3 separate regions of the Mus musculus genome follow, and all the other regions are linked to region 2. A link is a contact called in public HiChIP or PLAC-seq data. All regions are on one chromosome and are shown on one strand. Each heading gives the region's core, a stretch centred on a gene start, on an enhancer-like site or on the middle of the called end of the contact. The rest is flanking DNA. Distances are from core to core; before and after follow the strand shown. Region 1 overlaps Ttc33 (tetratricopeptide repeat domain 33). Region 2 overlaps 5430437J10Rik (RIKEN cDNA 5430437J10 gene). Region 3 holds the start of Ttc33 (tetratricopeptide repeat domain 33).

Region 1 (2,835 bases), core at 325-2,824, 330 kb before region 2:
ATGGCTATGTCTCCTAATCCTTCTAATCTTTCCAAATAATGCCACTCTCTTGTGGCTAAGCATTCAAATATACGAGCTTTTGGGAGCCATTTTTCCCATTAATTATTTATTTATCACTTTATATCCCCTCCTGACATCGCTTCACATATGGCCTCTCTTCTCCTCTGAGAAGTGGGAGGCTGGAGGCCTTTTTTATTCAAAGTACCACAGGCAGTGAGTTTCTCTTCTGTATCTTATTACTACTTTTCTTATTTTGTCAGTTTGCTTCTCTACATAGTTTCAACTCTTGAGTTTCCTGTTTTCAGATTCCACAAAGAGGAATCTGATAGGCTTATGCCGGTTGGACCAGGCCATAGAAGTTATACAGAGTCAACTAGACAATGGCTTGGCTTGTTTGGATTACATAGTTTTCTTTGTTCCAGGTAGCTATGGCCTGGGTGAAAGAACTTGTGGTCTTCCTTCACTTGAAAAAAGGACTGGTTAAAACCCAGTTTCTAATACCTACCAACAAAGGTGCTACTGAGTAACTATAATATCTCCTATAACTGTATAATAGTCAGTCTTTAAGCAAGTATGCTATAGAGAGAATCTTTTGGTCTAAAGGAATGGAGGAATGTTTCATATGTGTATAAAAAGTACAATACATTTAAAAACCGAGGTTTGTGATTTCTTGGGGAACAACCCAGAATTGTGCTGATGCGTCATAAAGTTGGGGTAGAGCTGGCAGGTTGCCCACCCTCCTGTGCAGTCCAGCAACCATGCTTACATGGGTAGCTCTGATTGGACCTCCTGGGCTGTGGAGAAGAGGAGGGAAGAAAAATTGGGAGGGAACCTGTTAGGGGGTGAGGGGGGCTGCAGGAGGGTAATGGGGTGCATGGGATTGTATTTCATGCAAGAAACTCAAGAATAGAAAACATGGTAAAACGATACTGACAAACAGCTGAGACGAATAAGGAGGTAGTCTGAGTAATGAGGGGGGAAGGTGGCCACACGGTCCCCACATTATTAGAAGCCTTTCACCTAGAATTAAACAGTGCTCAGGTAGATGTCTTTTCATCGAGGAATTCTGTGAGCTGCAGGTTATGAAGGAGCTGGGCTCAGTGGTACATTCCTGTAATCTCAGCACTCAGGAGTCAGAGGCAGGTGGATCGGACTTTGAGGCTACCCTGGCCTATGTAGTAAGTTCCAGGCCAGCCAAGGCTACATTGTATAAGAACTGGTTGCAAAAGCCCCTCAAAGCCCCAAAAGGCTCTAACAGTGGTCTAGGCTTACTTATTTCTGTATGATTTGGCTGGAATCAGAGGTTACCGCCTTCCTTTAATTGAACATTTAACTCGTAGTTAAGCTTTGAGCACAGACCAGCCTGGTCTACAGAGTGAGTTCCAAGACAGCCAGGGCTCCACGGAGAAACTCTGATCGGAAAACCAAAAAAAACCAACAAAACACAAACCTGTGGTTTGACCGCCACGCCTTTAATGAGTATAAAAGCAAACTTCGTAAAGCACACTCCCACTATGCACTCTTTGTGCTTTGTCAAGATGGTATGAGACTTACCTTGGCTGGCCAGTCCATCCGGGAGATCCTCCTGTCTGTCACCACAGTGGTGATATTTCAAAAGCTTGTGCTGTGTTTGAGGTTTATGTGTGTGCAGAGGAACTGCACTCACGCCCTCAGGCTTGTGCAGCAAGCACTTTCCTGATGGAGCCACCCCACCCCCACCCCCTGGCTTTACGGAGTCCGGGTCTTTACATGCAGCATATTTTCTGTAATGTAGTGGACATGTTCTGAGATGTGGATCGCTAGGCAGTTTCATGTGTATACATGAATATCATGTATAACCTCTGAAGACTGCATCATGGAGTATACTTACAAAAACTTACATGGCCTTTTGAAAAGGATGCCTTGTGAGGAAATAGGACCAAGTGTGGCTTAGCATGAGGCTCTGATGTTACACTTGGTGCCTTCAAATCCTACCCGACCCTTGTAGCTGCAGCATTAGCTATATTTGGGAAGGTAGCTTCTTTAATCTTCAGCTCTCTTATTTATGAAGTGGAGATAATGACTAATGCCACCTGGGGTTCTGGTGAGGGTCCAGTTCCAGTAGAGTAATGAAGGTCACGTAACTGGCACTGCAGTCTGCTCAGTGACTGTTAGCGTTTGCTAACATATAACTCACAAATCTCTTTGCTGTGTCCAAGTGCAATGGAAAAGTGAGAAATATGTTTAAGGCCCACACAATTATGCATGTGGTATAAAGAAAAAGAATTGGACTAAATAACAACCTGGATGGTTTAGGTTAGTCTCTTGAGTTGCCTCTGGTGTGCTGAAGGGAGACAGTGAGAACAGGATGTATGGAGTTTCACTTCTGGTGATTGTACAAGATACAGTAAACTTGCTCTCCTAAGTATAAGAAATGAACTCTAAAATAGCAATAAAAAGTTTGTGAGTTAGATGGGGAGATGACTCAGTTGATAAGAATTCTTGCTGAATAAGCGTAAGGACCTTTGTCCAAATCTCCAGCACTCATTTAAAACCTGCACATGTGTGCCTGTGATCCCCGCTTTGTTGACTGTGAGATAGTGGATCCCAGGAGCTCACTGGCCAACTACCCTTACAAAACCTGCATTTTTCAGGCTCAGAAAAGACCTGTCTCAAGGAAATAACATCGACAGCAATAAAGGAGGATGCTGTCCTAACGCCTGCACACACACATCAGCACAAGTGTACACTATGCACACACGCGCGCACACACACACTATTATATGTATTATATGATTATAATTTATATTAGAGAATATGAATAGCAGTTGTTTATTACCAGGTATTGTGCATTGT
Region 2 (2,976 bases), core at 342-2,841:
AAATAAATAAATATCAAATAGCGTAAGATGGAATTTTCCACTTTGTTTTATAGGAGTGTGCAAATTTTAAGATTATTCCCCCCTCTTTATCTAAAGGAGTGGCTTTAGGAATTGATGTAAAAACATTCTCATCTCAAATAAGATAGTTTATTCTGGAACCAAATATGTGTGACCATGTCCTGGGAACACAGGCTTAGATTACCCTAAATTATGTTTCAATATACAAATAGCTTCCTGAAGGTTTACAGTAACAAAACAAAAATCGTAAAATCAAGACCTTTTTCAACTCCATGGATGGGAACATGAGAGAGGCAGATAAAAGTGCCCAGAGTGAGGTCTCAGCCACAGGCCTCAGGTGCTTCCTCAGAGCAACAGCCGTAGCCTCTTGATTGGTGTGGAGTATGGTTCTGTTAAGATAATGTATCCCCAAAAGCATTTAGCTCCTTGTCACAGGATATTAGATCTGGTACACAGACAGCTCTTTAGGGAGCCAAGCATAGGCAAGGTAAGTTGTAATTAGGCTCTGTACCTACAACATTCAAACGTCCGCACATCACTCAAGTTAAAAGCAGCCAATTAGCCTCTGCCAACACAGTTTCTCTCTAGCAATTTTCCTTGAGAGTAAGCTAATATAAATCCCTAAGCACACTTGAGGTTTGTCTATGCTTTTGATGAAAATGACTGCTTAATCAATAAAACCTATCAGGACGGAGGTTTGGAATGTTGTGACAGCATTTGTTAATATGCTCTGACTCACTCAATAAATATGGCAGGCTTGGGAGCCAGGCATTACTCTGAATATTCTCAAAGAACAGTGAAAATATAGTTTGCTTATGAAACTTCAGGTAAAAGTTGCCTGGAGGGATCTTTTGCACTCAGAAGACAAACCACTATGCTTTTATTACATTTGGTCTGGAAACCATGCTTTAAGACATGCATACAGGGAAACGCTTTTCTTCTGTTTCCTTAGGTAACTGTAGAATGACGCTAAAGAGCCTTTCTTTTCCCTATTTTGGTATTTAGTGTTGAGCAGTGATGGGGCAGCTCTAATGATGGGTACTGTACAACAAGCAAGGATGTTGTTTCTGCAGCAGAGATTTAAAAAACAAACTAAAGGAACAGTGTTCACCACAAGTAGGATGGTTGACATATTAGTTACAAGGAGAACACAGGGGAAATAGATCTACATTGAAACAAAGGCTAAAATTTCAAATAATGTTAGTGCTTAGCAGAAAAAAAATATGGTAAAGGAAATACTTTGAAATTGTGCTCTCTCTGTGCATTACCTCATTCATCTCTATGGTAATCTGAACGCACAGTGGCCAGGCGTTCTTCCCATTGAGCAATGAGGAAGTGGCGCACGAGGCACTTGGTTATATAACTGACTTAGAGATGAAGACAATGTAAGAGGCAGACTCTTGGGAGCTTTGGGGGACTTCTTCAATGATGTGATTGTTTTGTCTTTCCCAGACTTTGTGAGCATCTCACAGCCCACTCAAGACTATGTTCAGGATACTCCATAAGAAGTGCTGCCTTCACCCCAGGCTGCTGAAAAGCAGGTCACAGGCTAGGTGAGTCAACCAATAGTTAACTTCTGACAGACACTGTTACACAAGGTTAGCTGTCTAGTAGAGTCTCATACCAACAGAGCTGACTCATTACTCTCTGAAATCAAATGTGTTGAGCCTTCCCCTCCTCCAGCTTTCTAGCATTTTTGAGCTTGGGTGAGTTTACACATGCTAGAGTGAACATTTTATTGATACAGCTATCTATGAGTTTTCTCCATCTCCATGCAACCCTTCACCCATACTCCTGTAAGTAATTCCATTAAGCTCATTGGTTCATCAAATTGGACTTTGGTGGTATCCTTACTTTGATCTGTCATTACTTCTTATTTGAGGTGAGTCCATATGTGTTAACATTTCCTCAGGAATAGTGTCATGCAATACTGCACCACAATCATCTTTCGTCTAAAAGTGTCACATCTTTTCATCATGGAATAAAATAGTCAGGATAACTTATGTAAATATTGTGAAATTTAGCTGAATTTTTTCTCTGTATATAAATATATCTTTCTAGCTCTCTGGGATTTAGTGAACAGACTCACTTACTTGAAATATTTCCTTTATTGAAAAAAATTTTTTCATTTTTTAATTAGGTATTTTCTTCATTTACATTTCAAATGCTATCCTGAAAGTCCCCTATTACCCGCCCCCCTCCTCGCTTCTTGGCCCTGGCATTCCCCTGTACTACTGGGGCATATGTGTATATATATATATGTGTGTGTGTGTATATATATATATATATATATATATATGTATATATATATATATATATATGTGTGTGTGTGTGTGTGTGTGTGTGTGTGTGTGTGAGAGAGAGAGAGAGAGAGAGAGAGAGTTCCATATTTTAGAGGACAACTTGTGGTGGTCAGTATACTCCATTACTATATGGAACACTACAGGAATTAAGGTTAGATGGTTAAATATTGGGGCAGCAACCTTTAAATGCAGACCATTTTTGATCAGATTAAAAAAATGTTTTGTTTAGTTTCCTTTTATTACAGTAGGTATAATTACTTATTCTGAAGATATCAAGATATTTATAATTAATAATGAATTCTCATAATTTCCTGTTAAAGCAGTAACTTGGGAAGGCGAAGTTTTGCATTGAAGCTGACCTACAGTAAGTCTGAGAATAAAATGGAGAGAACTCCATGAACATATTTGAAGACGGTGATATCATTTCTTAAGATAAGATTGCATTTGAGTCTTTTGTAAATCTTTTGGTTCCATATTTTGCTGTGTAAAATGTCCTCTGGTTTGTAGCCTGTGGCCTTTGTAGGGATAACTCTAACTGACTTCCAGTCGCTTTGGGAAAATGGCAAGCACCAGCATCTGGATCGCTTCATAAACCCTGTCTGTCCAGTCTGTGTAGCAGGGAGCCGCAGGTAAGCCTGCAGACATCTGTTCACCC
Region 3 (2,978 bases), core at 74-2,573, 350 kb before region 2:
TGGGGATGGGGATGGGGGTGGGAGGTGGGGAGGGGAGTATTACTAATGGTATCTCAGAATCCTACCATGTTTCTGTTTGGTTTCAGACCCAGGAACAAACAACTTAGGTGTATATTTTACATACCAAAGCAGACCTGGCCTCCTGGTTCTCCCAGCATCCCTCAGTCCCTAGTATAACTGGCCCCCAATCCTGAATTTTCAGCACAGGGCCTGGACTCCCTTCCCCCAGAGGATCTTTGCTATATAATCCATTTTGTTTTCTCCCTCCCCATCTCCCCTGCCCCCTTGTCTTAGCCTGAGGGCTCTCTTTCTCTTCCTCTTCTCTCCCTTTTCTGGCCTCCTTCCTTGGGGCCAGTGAACTCACCTGCCCGAGAGCAGCTTCTTAATAAACCTGCAGTTGTATATATTTTAATCTGGCTTGAATTGGCTCATTTTACCAGTGGAGAAATAACTTATCAGTTTACCTCAACAAATAACTAGCCAGTAAGACATGCGGTGGCGCGTTGAAAAAGCGTGGTCTCCATAAATCGATCTTGGCTTTGTGTAGCACAGCTATGTGGATAAACTTAAGGAGTTTTCAATTCCCTCAGTGTGCCCCATTGTTAACATCAGCCTGCTAATTTACTTGTAAGAAGTGACAGGTGCTACTTTCAGGCTCTGCTGTGGATTCTCACAGGAAGCTTGCAGTTCAGCCCAATCCTCCCTGATCGGCTCTTACTTAAGGTTTCTGTTGCTGGGATAAAACACCATGACCAAAGTCATCTCGGGGCGGAAAGGGGTTATATCAGCGTCTAGTTTCACATTATAGAAGGAAATCAAGGTAGAAACTCAAGCAGGGCAGTAATTGGTCCTTTTTAAGGCTTGTTCAGTTAGCTTCCCCTTGGGCCAGACCACCTGCCAAGGGTGTGGCACTGCCTGTAATGGGTTGGGTCCTCCCACATCAATCATTCATCAAGACAATGCCCGCATAGATTTCCCTACAGGCATTTTCTCAGTTAAGATTCCCTGTTTTATAGCTAAGTATATGTTTGTGTCAAGTTGACACAAACAAGCCAGCACCCTTTGCACTTATTTCAGCTCAGTCTCCGCCCCCCCCCCCCCCCCCCCCCTTCTGCATCTCACAGACCCTTCAGCGGCTAGGCCGGTCAGACTAGGCGGTAAGCCATTTATTTACCTGAGGACTGTGTGTATTGCAAAGCACAACCTCAAACACGGGAGTCCATTCCCGGCTGCAGTTAGAGGGCGCTTCGTCTGGTGTCTTTATTACAAATCCCATAGTCCCTAGGGCGCCGCAGTGACTTCTGGGATTAGTGGTCCTGCAGAAGGGCGCTGGCGGGTAAGAAAGTCTTCTTTTCTTCTGTCCGCCTTGCTGGACTTTAGAACGTCCCAGGATGATTTCATGCTTTTTTTTTAAAATAAAGAATCGGGAAGCACAGGCAGGCAAGGCAGATTAGAATCCCGGCAGAATAGTTTCCGTTTCCGGTGCCAAAGGGCACGTGGAATGTAAACACGGCACCACAGAGTGTTTTCAGGTAACTGGCTGCGGGTAGGCGGTAGACAGGGCTGAGGGTTGCTGCGTGCGGGAGGGAGGGCCGAGGGTGGCCCGGTGAGGTCCACAGAGCCCTGGGGCGTGCCTCCGACCTGGGCACGGGGCGCGGGGCGCGGTGGCAGGGTTCTGGGTGCCGGCCCGGCCGCCCGAGGAGCTGCTATGGCCGGAGCTCATTTTTATTGCAGCCGAGGCAGGGGCCAGTTTTGAATCCTGTGTTCTCCTCGGGTAGCATTTTAAGGGAATCCGTTTCTCTCGTTCTTCACCTGCGGATTCATCTCTCCTGTTCGGAGGGTGGTTGTTGTGATTCTCTACCTCCGGCCGGTGTTTTTCCATCTTGGGTGGCCGCATCCTCTCACGCAGTCAGTTCAGGAGGACGTTTTTAACTCTGTGGCAAGCACCCAGCTTATTTATGGCCCGGTAAAGGGTCAAGTCGAGCGGTTGCGGTGGAGAGCATCGTACATGTTTAGAATCTTAATGCCACTCATCGTTCTGTAGAGCACGTAGACTTTTAACTCCAGATGAGAGTTAGCACGAAACCTTTACAGTTGTGATTTACCCACTTGATCTGTTATCGGGTTGGAAAGAAGCTTGGTGCCTTATCCATCCAGGTACAGATCAAGCAAAGCTCCTTCTGTACGCGGTTTTTAGTGAGTACTAATTACAAGCACAGCCTAGAGGCACAAGAAGCTCATAGCGTAAGATGAAAACAGTTTAGTTGAGATGTAAGTGGCGTGTTATACAACTCCTCCTAATAGAGTCTATGACTCAGTAACCGTTATTGCTGTTCACAAAATCGTGCCATTATACCAATTGATGTTAGGACATTTTAATCACCGAGAAGGGGAGTCCCGAATCATTAATTGACTATTGTCTGTATTTTCTCCCCAGTAGCATTTCAGATCCCGGATCAGATCAGAGCATTACATTTTCCTTGGGGAAGATGTTCACACATGCCAGGAGTCTTCCCTCTTTTAAGCCTGGCCAGCTTCTATTCTCTAAAGCTCACTTTCATGCAGACACTAGTGTGCGTTTGTCTGACAGGTCATTGGATCACGCTTGATAGCACTTACCGGTATTGTAATTGAGTTCAGTCTCCTTGTCCACAGGCAGTTTGGGAGAAAATATAAACTTGGTATTATAAACTGGTAACACATTCCTGCTTTTTCACTTTAGTAGGCCCTTGATACCGCTTGCTGTTTCTTCATTATTAAGTCGTTTCTAATCTCCACAAGGACTTGTTAGATTTTTTTTTTCATCTTTCTCAGATGCATACATTTATTTATTTTTTTCCTTTATATTGAGTAGATGGCTATAACCTACTTTTCCTACTAATGTGAAATTTGGGAACATGAAATCCCTAGTTTTGTTTGGACTCTGCTCAGAAACTTTAGAAATGTGGAGGACAAGGACACAAGCTTCAGAGGGCAGC

What was found. HiChIP or PLAC-seq counts read pairs in DNA pulled down with a chosen protein or histone mark.
Region 1: a contact with region 2 is called in an HNF4G HiChIP or PLAC-seq map of pancreatic cancer cells. The contact joins two enhancer-like sites. A contact is called at or near these places in 1 of 484 Hi-C or Micro-C datasets (pancreatic cancer cells) and 1 of 115 datasets of contacts at active chromatin or transcription factors (pancreatic cancer cells).
Region 3: a contact with region 2 is called in a FOXA1 HiChIP or PLAC-seq map of pancreatic cancer cells. The contact joins the promoter of Ttc33 here to the enhancer-like site in region 2. A contact is called at or near these places in 1 of 39 promoter capture datasets (the HPC-7 cell line), 1 of 484 Hi-C or Micro-C datasets (pancreatic cancer cells), 2 of 115 datasets of contacts at active chromatin or transcription factors (cardiomyocytes and pancreatic cancer cells) and 2 of 9 other capture datasets (adipose tissue and liver).

The regions. Positions count from the first base shown.
Region 1 is chr15:5,203,872-5,206,706 of GRCm38.p6, forward strand. All of the region lies in intron 2 of Ttc33 (tetratricopeptide repeat domain 33), which reads left to right. Among named protein-coding and RNA genes, the nearest start is that of Ttc33, 20 kb to the left of the region's middle. Within about 2 kb of position 1,575, at least 10 of the 459 cell types and tissues checked have an H3K27ac peak or open chromatin away from gene starts, as enhancers often do. A contact at or near this core is called in pancreatic cancer cells, where this site is marked.
Region 2 is chr15:5,538,155-5,541,130 of GRCm38.p6, forward strand. It overlaps 5430437J10Rik (RIKEN cDNA 5430437J10 gene), which reads left to right. Exons shown (of 5, transcript NR_045274.2): 2 at 1,471-1,571. Among named protein-coding and RNA genes, the nearest start is that of 5430437J10Rik, 43 kb to the left of the region's middle. Within about 2 kb of position 1,592, at least 93 of the 459 cell types and tissues checked have an H3K27ac peak or open chromatin away from gene starts, as enhancers often do. A contact at or near this core is called in pancreatic cancer cells, where this site is marked.
Region 3 is chr15:5,184,237-5,187,214 of GRCm38.p6, forward strand. It overlaps Ttc33 (tetratricopeptide repeat domain 33), which reads left to right and starts at 1,324. Exons shown (of 5, transcript NM_026213.3): 1 at 1,324-1,532.